Regions from separate parts of the Zea mays genome. Here all the other regions are linked to region 1. Evidence: chromatin contacts called from public Hi-C data. All regions are on one chromosome and are shown on one strand. Each heading gives the region's core, a stretch centred on a gene start, on an enhancer-like site or on the middle of the called end of the contact. The rest is flanking DNA. Distances are from core to core; before and after follow the strand shown.

The links. A called contact is a pair of places that touch in the nucleus more often than the background predicts.
Region 2: a Hi-C map of ear shows a contact between it and region 1, with 3 times the contacts expected there. The contact joins the enhancer-like site here to the promoter of LOC103637666 in region 1. A contact is called at or near these places in 5 of 25 Hi-C or Micro-C datasets (ear, leaf and tassel).
Region 3: a contact with region 1 is called in a Hi-C map of ear, with 3 times the contacts expected there. The contact joins the promoter of LOC100284853 here to the promoter of LOC103637666 in region 1. A contact is called at or near these places in 3 of 25 Hi-C or Micro-C datasets (bundle sheath, ear and tassel).

The regions. Positions count from the first base shown.
Region 1 is chr1:94,356,899-94,360,903 of Zm-B73-REFERENCE-NAM-5.0, forward strand. LOC103637666 (homeobox-leucine zipper protein HOX1-like) reads left to right here and starts at 1,888. Exons shown (of 4, transcript NM_001331124.1): 1 at 1,888-2,275; 2 at 2,361-2,725; 3 at 2,816-2,895; 4 at 2,994-3,570. The coding sequence starts at 2,047. The coding sequence ends at 3,279.
Region 2 is chr1:94,190,389-94,194,401 of Zm-B73-REFERENCE-NAM-5.0, forward strand. No RefSeq gene overlaps it. Among protein-coding and RNA genes, the nearest start is that of LOC103637665, 39 kb to the left of the region's middle. Within about 2 kb of position 1,888, at least 15 of the 20 cell types and tissues checked have an H3K27ac peak or open chromatin away from gene starts, as enhancers often do. A contact at or near this core is called in ear and leaf, where this site is marked.
Region 3 is chr1:94,557,797-94,561,791 of Zm-B73-REFERENCE-NAM-5.0, forward strand. LOC100284853 (glycoprotein) reads left to right here and starts at 2,051. Exons shown (of 1, transcript NM_001157748.2): 1 at 2,051-3,733. The coding sequence starts at 2,108. The coding sequence ends at 3,631.

The DNA.
Region 1 (4,005 bases), core at 638-3,137:
ACTCGTATGACGGTATGAGTACCTCATGGCAGGTCAGGACCGCAGGAGACGATGGCAGTACAATGACACGCATGGCCGAATGCGTTCCGATGGTTCCTCTTTCTTCTTTTCTGTTGGAGATAAAAGTGAAATACGCCTATCAGCTGAGCGAGCAATCATCAATCGTTCGAACCAGGGCCGTGCTGAGAACCAATCATGAACTCATTCCCGGATCATGATTGAGTCGATGATGATGGCAGCAGCAAACAGGAGCACCAGGCCATCTACGCCCAGCACAGTGTAAAAAAAAAGAAAAGAAAAGTGACAGTCGCGTCGACGATGATTGTAAGCTGGTCCCCGGGCCACCTCCGGCACCGCATCACACCGCGTGGGTGGGGGTGGGGCAGCTGCAGCCCCGCGCGGCGCAGACAACCAGGGAGCGGGTGCCGGTGCCGGTTGCGCGCGAGGGGACAGCGCGATGGCTGACGAGGCCCGCGCGGCGTCGGCATGCGTCCGGGGGCGGGGGCACACCTCATAATTGCCCGAAAACCCACGGCCCAATCACGTCTGGCGTGCCGTGCATCCCAATCCGCATTCATACCACTGCGCCATTCCGTGGCAGCGCACAAACGTTTCCAGATACTCGTACTGTAGCTTTGCAACGTTCCGGCCGTGTGCCGGTCCGCACTCTGGTCTGGATCGACGTACGTAGCCCGACACCTTAAAACTAGGGCTGGGCATTCGGTCTATTAGGGTAATTCGGTTCGGTCTATTCGGGTTTTTGAAATTTCGGGTTATGAAAAATGAGAACCGAAATTTCCAAAATAATTTTAGGAACCGAACCCGAATAGACCCATAATTTCGGTTCGGTCTATTCGGTCCACCGAATAGACTCGAATAGTAGAGAGACTATTATCTTTTGTTAAAATATATACAATTTATAATTAATTGGAAGTACTATTATTACAATAAGTGACTATAGAAAATAGCATACTGAGATATATATACTATCGTTAAGATGATATCATAATTTTTAGCTAATAAACTCATAAATCATATAATAATATCATCATATATTAAGAGGTTTTTTATATTTCGGGTTATTCGGTCTATTCGGGTTTTAAAGCTTAGGAACCGAGCCCGAACCCATAATCCGAAATATATCACATATAGGAACCGAACCCGAACCCGAAAACCCGAATAGACCGATAATTCGGTCTATTCGGGTTCGGGTTCGGGTTTCGGTTTTAAAATGCCCACCCCTACTTAAAACCTTCACTAAAACTACTAGAACGGATTAAGGGCCTATTCGATCATATATATTTGACTTTCAGGAAAGACACGTCCACGGAATGTACGGTAGACAACATCTTTGACCAGATTACTGTCACCCCCTACTAATTGTAGAAAACTTGTGGCACGCATGCGCGACAGCAGGAGCGAAGACCGAGTTTTCTGCGTTCTGTCTTAAGGACGAGCAGCGACAGTAGCCGCAGCATCCGTCCAGCGCAGCGCCGGGATCCCGGCGGCACCGATAGACGACCCGGTTGCGATCGATGCCCGGCGTCGTACGGTTTCCGAGCAGCCGCGCGCGCGTCGCGGGAGCGGGAGCAACGGGGAATCCGCGAAGGGACACACGGATCGCCATCGCCGAGGCATCGGTGATCCACCCATCCCGCGCGAGCCCGTGCCGTGGGGGGACATGTCAAGCAAGAGAGAGGCGCCAGCGCCACCGCTACGTGCCGCCTGGACCCCCCAGGTTCAGCTGATGATTGGGCTGCGCCGGCGAGGGTGACGCGGCTGCCCACACCTCACCTCACCTCACCGATACTATTATGATACCTTGACCTTTCGTCCCTCCCTGCACTCCACGTCTCCACCCCCACAGAGTATCCCCGGCCGTGCGCGTCCTCTTTAAAAGCAAGACCCTCCCCTTCCTCCTCACTGCCACACCACATCGACAGCTCCATCGATTCATCCACCGCTATCTCTCTCTCTCTCTCTCTCTCTCTCTCTCTCTCTCTCTTTCAACTGTAAGGGAAACCGAGCTCAAAGTGGCAACCATCAATGGATATTATGGCGCTTAATGCGAGAGACGAGGAGCAGTACGGGAACAACCATCTCGGGCTCGGGCTGAGCCTCAGCCTCGGCCTCGGCGTCGCCACCGCGGCTCCGGTCGAGGTCGAGCCCCCGCCACCGCCGCGGCAGCAGCAGCAGCGAGCTATCAGCGTCGCGCCCATCACCTCCCTCCCCGCGCCGCAGTGGTGGAAGTGGAACGGCCCCGGTCTCTTCTTCGGTGAGTAATTGATTCAAAGAGCAGACACCGCATGCATGACGCCGTTCCTCTAATCCTGACAGAGATACTGCGCGCATGCATGCAGGGACGACAATGGATCAGCAGCAGCAGCCGGCGGCCGCGCGCCACGGCCACGAGATGCCGTTCCTGCGGGGGGTGGACGTGAACCGGGCCCCTGCCGGGGATACCAGGAGGGGTAGCTGCAGCGAGGACGACGAGGAGCCTGGCGGCGCGTCGTCGTCGCCAAACAGCACGCTCTCCAGCAGCCTCAGCGGGAAGCGCGCAGCTCCGGCGAGGAGCGGCGGAGAGGTGGCCGACCACACCCCGAGAGCCGGAGGCGGCAGCGACGACGAGGACTCCGGCGGTGGGTCGCGCAAGAAGCTCCGCCTGTCCAAGGACCAGGCCGCCGTCCTCGAGGAGAGCTTCAAGGAGCATAACACACTCAACCCCGTACGTGTATAATTACTTATATCCTCCAAAAAGAAACATCGATCAACCTTCAACTCGATCTAATAATAATAAGAACCGTTGGCTGATCAGAAGCAGAAGGCGGCGCTGGCGAAGCAGCTGAACCTGAAGCCGCGTCAGGTGGAGGTGTGGTTCCAGAACCGCAGAGCCAGGTGAACAAAGCAGCGCCCTTGAAGCAGCACACGCATGCCATTTATACTGACTCATCCTCCGTGGCTAATACTAGTCTAATAATAATATTATCGTTCAGGACGAAGCTGAAGCAGACGGAGGTGGACTGCGAGTTCCTGAAGCGCTGCTGCGAGACGCTGACGGAGGAGAACCGGCGGCTGCAGCGGGAGGTGGCGGAGCTGCGCGTGCTCAAGCTCGTGGCGCCGCACCACTACGCGCGCATGCCGCCGCCCACCACGCTCACCATGTGCCCCTCCTGCGAGCGCCTCGCCTCCGCGTCCGCGTCCGCCGACCAGGCGGGCCGTGCAGGGCCCTGCTGGGGCCCTCTCCCCGTGTTCGTCGACGGCCCAGCCCGGAGGCCGTGATCCACGACCACGATATGGCATGAGATGGATGCGCTTGCTAATCGCTACCGCTAGCTAAGTAGCTAGTGCTAATTAGGGCTGGATCTTCTTTTTTTCTTTGTTTGGTTCTTATTATACTCGCAGGCTATTACAGCTTAGTAGTGTTTATTAGTCCGATATGATAAAAATCTTCGTTGTTTGGCAGTGTTTTATTTGCTGAAAAATAGATAACGATGTCTTATGTCTTTGTACTCATAAGTGATGCAAAATTGTCTTACTACTACTTTGCATATATAAGGTTTCAGTTGTTAATTGCTCCAAGTCTGAAGTTTCTGACGTCGATGTTTTGAGTCCGAGGACAGACGGAACCATCCTGCTTTTCCTCCCCCGTGTTCTTACTCTGTGGAAAAATAGAGGAACCCAACAAGAGCGGAGGAGGTGAAAGGATGGCGTCATGTCATCCGCCAGACCACAGGAACGTCAGGGTGCGTTCGCATTCCTTGACTGTCTCCGCGGCTGGCCACACGGCACGCAGCAGTGCAGCACGGCAGGGCTCCGCTGAATGAACCGGCAGGCAAGGAGCGTGTTGCGCCGTCTGAAATGGGCGGGCGCAGGACAAAAGTTTTTCTGGTCAAATTCCGGCGAAATGTCCTATCGAACTGATTCGAACAGTTGACTGGAAAGAACGTAAAAAACGAGGTCACTGATCCAATTGATTTCTCAATTTCAAGAGGGAGAAAAAAAAAG
Region 2 (4,013 bases), core at 638-3,137, 170 kb before region 1:
AGATAGATGACACAGACTTTTTCAAAGTTTCAATTAATTTGTCCATACGTTCATTATAAAGCTTGATTAGGTCTCTAGCAATAGTTTGTCTAGATGTTTTAACAAATCTAGGATTATGAGCATTCACAATATATTCTTCAAATGCATCACATTCAGCAAAGGAAATAGGTAAATCAGTTCTAGCAATCAAACGACACAATTCAGTACGTGCCCTAGCATCAGAGTACTCCCAACGCATTAGTGAACCATCAGGATTATATTTAAGCATAGATTGAATTCTACCAGATCGTTCCTTTTCTTTCTTAGCAGCACAAGTATCAACATGGCGTAGCAAATGTCCAGTGCCACCAGAGGATTTAGCAGAAAATTTAGCCTTACAGTGGATGCATATGGCAGAGACCCTTACCCTCTTACCATTCACCAAATCTTTTACCTCTGTGAAGTCATTCCAAGCTTTAGACCTCTTCTTCCCTGCTCTATCACCTTGAACTGTGCTCTCATCAGTCGGGCTCGTCGATCCCGTCCCAGTACCACCACCAACAGGCTCTAGCACAGGGTCCAAATTGACAGCAGCATCTGCGCTGCTGCCGAGGATGAAATGTCAAGCATCCTCAGCGTCATTGTGGTCCTGCAGCCTCAACTCCTCGGCAATAGCAGCGGCCTCGGCGACCGGATCTATCTCCATTTCCATGGCCGCGCGCCTGCTGGACCCCCAATTCCTCTGCGGCTCCGGTTCCTCAACGACGAGCGCGGCACCAACCTAATCGGTCGGCGACCTTACCACAAAACAAGAGAGGATTAGCGACAGCCGACAAATTAGTGGATTAGAGAGGACTCAGAGGAGAGGAAGATAGAGAATACCTGCGCAGGCGGAGCACTGGAGAAGAGAGGAAGATGGAGATCCACCGACGACGGTTAGGGTTAGGGACTTAGGGTTAGGGTTGGCGTTAGCTGCTTGGGGTTGGGACTTGCGAGTAGACAGTAGAGGTAGATCCACAACCACAGTACACAGGAGGGAGAGAAGAGGCTCTGGTTCGGCGGTTCCTCAACGGATCAACTCAACTTGCGATGCGACGACCGGACGACGACGACCGGAGGGAGAGAAGAGGCACGGGAAGACGGGAAGGGAGGAAGCCTAGTCCATACCGACGCGGCGACGTGGATGACCGGAGGGAGAGAAGAGGCTCCGGACCTCCGGTTCGGCGGTTCCTCAACCGGCGATGCGACGACGACGACCGAGTAGCCGAGAAGAGGCCACACCGACGACGACGAGGCCACGAGCCCACGACGACGACCGAGCTGCGAGCCTGCGAGCGAGATGAGGCGACCGGCGGTGGTCGGCGAGCGGCGGGACTGGGGCTAGGGTTTACTGGTTTAGTCGCCAGTCGCCAAGAGAAGGAGAGAGACCGAGGGAGACTGGGAGTCTGGGAGAGTGGCGGCCGTGTGCCCGAGCGAGTGAGTGGGGGATTGAGATTTGGGCGGCAGGCGGCTAGGGACCTAGGGTTATGTTGACTCGGGCCGGTGCCGTGCCTAGCCAATATCCGGGCCGGGCTCGTGCTGGCACGCGGGCTACTACATTAGCCCAAGCACGGCACGGCTGGCGTGCCGGGCTGGCCCGAGCCCATTCTGCTCCGGGCCGTGCCGTGCCCGTGACGGGCCAATTTCGTGCCGTGCCACGGGTAGCCCAGTCGGCCCGGTCCGGATGGACATGTATAACTAGGAGTATCTAGAGAAGGCATCGATCGACTTCTTAATTCTGATCGCGATATATAATGCGTGGCTTGTGGCATGGTTGGTTGGTCGTCACACACTGCATGCATATGTGTACTCTGTACCGCTGTGGCGCTGTCCGCTATACACCTATACATACATACATACATACTACATAGACGTGCTGCCGTGGTTGGTACGTCGTCGTCCTGCATGCTAGCTACCGACAACTGTGATGAACCGGTCATAGTCTCGCAACCCAGTTTCCCCATAACGACTTGCGACCGTCAATCCTATTGCGCGGCTCCTGTGGTCCTGTGTCATCAAGATTCGGTGATGCTCACCGGTCCGACCGCTATCTCGTCTGGATCCGTCCCTTCCCAGTTCCCCCATCGGCGGAGATCTCTTTCCCATCTTATCTTGCCCACGCTCTCTCATCATCATGATTCCATACTTCCATCTGCCCACGGTTTCTCTCTCTCTTGTCTTTTTAATTACTAATTTCTCTCTCCATTAACAAAGTCTCCCGAGCTCTAATACACATAATTAAAGCTTAAAAATTCATATCCAGTGGTATTAACTATTTTTCAGAATTTACTACACTCCCTCGTTGTCTATTATTTAAGAATACCAGCGTTGTTACATATCTAGTAATTTCACATATGCATTGATAATTGCAAGTAAATTTTCGTAATAGTTACGATAGGCTTTCCCATTTTTTTTTCAGATTCACAATAACTCTCATTTTGATGGAGAACGATACACCGACCAAGCACTAGTACAATTTGGCTCTATACAAGCGGTAGGCTTTTTACATCACAGGCGGTTCGGTTAGAAAACCGCCTGTGATGTACGAGGCTACTCGAACCGCCTGTGATGTATTAGTTTCACAAGCGGTTTTTATTTAGGACCACATGTGGTGCTCTATTCTTTTCACAAACGGACCCTATTAGTTTCATAAGCTTCTTTGCTTTATAAGTGCTTGTTGGTAGTTTGTTGGGTTTTGATAGTAATTGGGACAGAAAATTCAAAAGATCTGTGAAGCTAGTATTAGACCATCCGGCGCTAGCCTTCAACTTAAGAAGTTCTAGAACTGTACGCAGTGTAGTAAACTCTTTGTCACAACCCTTTGATTCATCATATAAAGGTTCTTTTGAGGCACTTTCTAGTCCCTCCATTTTAGATAGCCCTTTCTGCGATCCCACAGAACTCAACATTTCTGGTTCCATATGGCGCAACATCTCTTCGCAATCAAATTCTTCAAAATCTTGATTAGCATCCACATAATCCACTTTACCACCAACTTTTTCGACAATTCTCTCGTCATTACCAAGAACTTCACACGGATCCAACTCACCATGTTCTGACCATATCGTGTAATTGTTTTTAAACCCTCTTTTTAGCAGATGTGATTGGATTACTCCTGTATCTCTCCAAGCTATTGAGAGCACCTAGAGGGGAGGTGAATAGGTGATCCTATAAAAACTTGAAACTTAAAGGCACAAACTTGATTAAGTGTTAGCACAATGAAATCAAGTGGCTAAGGAGAGCTCTTGTGAACCACAATTGACACAGTGAGAACAAGCACAAGAGACACAAGGATTTATCCCGTGGTTCGGCCAAGTATAATACTTGCCTAGTCCACGTTGTGGCGTCCCAATGGATGAGAGTTGCACTCAACTCCTTTCAAGTGATCCAATGATCAACTTGAATACCACGGTGTTCTTCTTTCTTTACTCTTTCTCGTTTGTGAGGAATCTCCACAACTTGGAGCCTCTCGCCCTTACAATGAGATGATCACAAAGAAGCACATATGTAAGAGTGGGAAGAGCAACACACACAAGCCTCAAAGCACGAGCACAAACACGCACACAAGTCACAACTTGAGCTCTAAGATCACACACTGAGTTCTCAACTGAAAGTCGCCTAGAGGGGGGGTGAATAGGGCGAAACTGAAATTTACAAATATAAACACAACTACAAGCTGGGTTAGCGTTAGAAATAAGGAAACGAGTCCGCGAGAGAGGGCGCAAAACAAATCGCAAGCGAATAAGTGAGTGAGACACGCGGATTTGTTTTACCGAGGTTCGGTTCTCGCAAACCTACTCCCCGTTGAGGAGACCACAAAGGCCGGGTCTCTTTCAACCCTTCGCTCTCTCAAACGGTCCCTCGGACCGAGTGAGCTTCTCTTCTCAAATCAAAGCCGGGAACAAAACTTCCCCGCAAGGGCCACCACACAATTGGTGCCTCTTGCCTTGATTACAATGGAGTTATGATCTCAAGAACAAGTGAGAAAGAAAAGA
Region 3 (3,995 bases), core at 801-3,300, 200 kb after region 1:
CTGCGCCAACGGAAGCAGAAGAACCGGCGAGGTCCACCCTTTGCCTTCTGCACTACGAGATGAAGGCCTACGATGACGTCGCCCCGTCCCACATCCTCACTCGGCCTCGAGGCCCACGTGGGATTTGACCCATTGTAACAGGCCCCACACGGAGAAGCGTGTTACGGGCCTGATTTGTAATAGCTTTTCTGTAATGACAGTCTGTAACCCTCCTTTATGGGAATATTTCGGGGATAGTCCAGGTGCCTGAGGGTACATGCGTCCTTACACTGAGACGTTGGGCACTCAGACACCTATAAATACCCTCGTACAGTGTCCTTGAGAGGCTGGATTAACAGAGCTATTGTCATCTCACGTTGAAACCCTGTTTACGTTGTTTTCATTCCCCCGTTGGATCAACTTGCCCAAGAGAGCAAGTTCCAACAGTCAGTATTATATGTGATGGATTACTAGTGTTGATGATAGAGGCAATAGGGTCGAGCTAGCCATAGACGTAGCCACGTAGGGGGGGGGTTGGGGAGTGAGACAGTATGTGGACTAAGCTGCGTACATGCAACACTTTAATTGTGAATTGCCTGAACTTTGTGGTTTGGTCTATCAGTCGCTCAAACATACTTTGGTTCCACTGCAATTGGTCCTTATCGATTACGATGTAAGCTATCGACCATACTACCGATCACATTATCGATCATCGTCAACCCTTATCTATCGTAACGCTCTAGTGTACAACATTTAATGTTAGACTAGAGCCACCTCAATGTCGTATCATCTTTTCTTTTATAGACTTTTAGTTATAATAAAACATGATATTTTATTAAGATAAATATTCATTCGAGTATGTAATTAATTGAATAAAAAATATATAATTTCTAAAAAATAATTTAAAATTACATAACTTTAAAAATACATGGTTTATAAAAACAAAATCTAATTGTCATGGTACATAATTGGAGTGTGGGAGTACGTGAATGAGCCCAAACACCCCACTTCTATTTAAGGTCTGATTTCGATTTTTTTTTGGAATAAATATTTTAGGCTTCAAAACTTTGGCTATGCGGACTAATTCGAACATGTCATGTGGCTATAGGCAGTCGGTATCGACCGATTCAAAACGATAACAACTGGTTTTTCAGCTTTCGGGTAGACACTAACCAATCTGACTCTAACATGATGATATCGTTTAGACTAACTGATTGGCTAAACCAACCAATCTAACATTAGAATCGGTGTGGTCAGTACCAACGGGCGCCAAGCCGCGTCGCCAGTCGGTATAAATAAAGCGTGCGTCGTCACATATTTATATGCATAGGAGTGTCAATAGACTCTAAATTTTACACTATAAATTTTAAGAATCAAATCAAATTAGAATTAAGCTATATTTTATTTATTTTTAAACTAAAATTAATTTTAATTTAATGCTCTAATAACAAACTGTGAAAAAACATTTTAAATCACGATTTGTTGCCACCTCTGGTCATGCATGGAGCTGGTCGAAGTCGATAGAACCGAGTCATTCCATTCATCGGTTTACCGTCTGAGACATACTCAGAGCCTTAGTTCAAGTGCGGATAGATTCTCGTGGCATAAAAAGAGGGCGACAACAAGAGCTTCAGCATCACGCTTGATATCCACGCATCGCATCCCATCGGCCATCGCACGCATGCAGCTCCATCCTACCTGGACCGGAGTCTTATCTACATCTACGCCCTCTCTTTCTCTCCGAGCCCAACTTCAAATTCCTCTCTTCCCCGCTAAGCAATTCTCCGCCCTAGTCGCCTATCACCGTCTCAAACCGCCGCCAACGGAACGGAACAAGCACAAAAAATACCACGACCACCTCGACGGATCGTCACCCAGTCCGCGATCCACACGGTGACAGCAGCATCAGTAGTGGGGAGAACGAACAAGCGAGCGGGCCGCGAGGAACTGATACACCGCAAAATAAAGCCGAGGCAGAGCATCGACCGTTGCACGCAGCCCTACCCCAACCACAGAGAGAATCGGAAAAGCAGGGATCGCGGCCGGAAAGCGAAAAGCTTAAAAGAGGCGGCGCGTCACGTTGGGCGCCTCTCTTTGCTCCCCCTTTTTTTCCTTCTTGGCTTGATCGATGGCAGCGCAGCAGAAGGCCGCCTCCGTGCTGCAGAGCTTCCCGTTCAAGGCGGCCGTGCTCGCGCTCTGCGTCGCGCTGCTGCCGCTCCTCCCCACGCAGGCGCCGGACGTCGGGGCCGGGGGACCCGGCCAGGAGTTCCTCGCCAAAGTGTGGGAGCTGCTGCACCTGCTGTTCGTCGGCATCGCCGTCTCGTACGGCCTCTTCAGCCGCAAGAACAGCGCCGACGATGGACGCGCCGGGGCCGTCGCAGTCGCAGCAGAGAAGCACGCTGCCACGGGGCCGGAACCTGCCAAGGCCGACGCGAGGTACGCGTGGCGGATGTTCAGGGACTCGATCCCGCCGTTCGATGACGAAGACGAAAACGACGTACTGGTGCCGGGCAGCCCTCCTGGCGGCGGCGGGGGTGGCAGGGCGCGCTCGTGGAGAGCGCCGCACTGGCCCGTTGATCCCGTTGTCGTCGTCTCCACCGGAGGCGGCGGGGATCGGATCGGGCAGGCCGCGGACGCGCAGGCGCCGCTGTCTCTGCCCGTCCGGACGCTGAAAGCGCAGCCGGCACAGGACGCCAGCGCGGGGGCTGTCGAGACGCCGCGTGCGCGGCGGCGTCGGAACTCTCAGGACATGGCGGCCGGCTGCGCCCGCGACGAGACCGTGCTCGCTTCACCGATCCCGTGGCGGTCGCGGTCCGGGAAGCTCGACGCGCGCCGACCCGCGTCGCCGAGCTCCACGCCGTCACCCAAGACGCTGTCCCCGGCATCGTCCTTGTCCGGGGAGACGCTGGCCGATGCCAGCGAGGAGGAGTACTACGCCAAGGCCAAGCGGAGCAGCCCGTACAGGTCATCTTCCATCTCCTCACCGCCGCCTCCGCCTCCACCTCCGCCTCCGTTCCTTGTCCACGGTTACCACCCGGCGACCGAGCGCCGTGCGGCGGCAGCGAAAAGCTTTAAGGAGGAGCTGCAGCACCACAGCATGAGAGGCCGAGGAGAAGATCACTACTCGCTGAAGACGAGCAGCATCAGCATCTCCGCTTACAACAGCAGCAACTCCTCCCCAGCGAAGCCAAGAAGCTCTTTTGACGGCGGCTTCTCCTCGTCGGTTTCGGTTGGCAAGTCAGTGAGAACGTTCAGGGCAAGGGAGGCAGCAGTTTTTCAAGACCAAAACCAAGAACTCCCCGACGGCGCCGGTGATGATCGTGACGTGCTGGATGTGCACGGGTCAGAGGAGCCGTACGGCTACAGAGCTTATCAGTCCATTCACAGGTTCCAGTACGAGAGATCAGGGAGCGACCCTATCCTAGGCGGTGTGGTAGTCTCCTCGGATGAGACCGAGAGCAGTGACGACGACGACGATAGCGGTGGCGGCGGGTATTCGACGAGGGAGTCGACGCCGGAGGTGGACGAAAACGAGGTGGACAAGAAGGCGGAGGAGTTCATCGCCAGGTTCAGGGAGCAGATCAGGCGGCAGAGAATCGAGTCCATTAAGAAGTCCGCGGGGTCGCGCGGCGTCAAGCACCACGGCAAGTAGATCGCCGGACGGCTGGTATGTTTTGGGTCGTTTGGTTCACATAACGGGCTAAATCATGTGTTTTTAAGTTCAACACTACAAATGGATATTGGTCTATTCAAACTTGTTATCGTCGGTACTTAAATGTCAATCGTTACTATTAACATTTACGTTATATTTCGTGAACCAAATAACGTTTTGGTTCTTCAATTTAAACAACTAAGCTTAGGCAGATTATGACACAAAACCAAACAAGTCTTTAGTTATTAAGTGAGTAGTTGGTGTGTAGGATCGGTAAGGCGACCAGAGGGGGTGAATAGGAGCCAATCGGATTTTGCTTTCAAACACTGAAAACGAACACTTTACTTCAATTGAGATGAAGCAA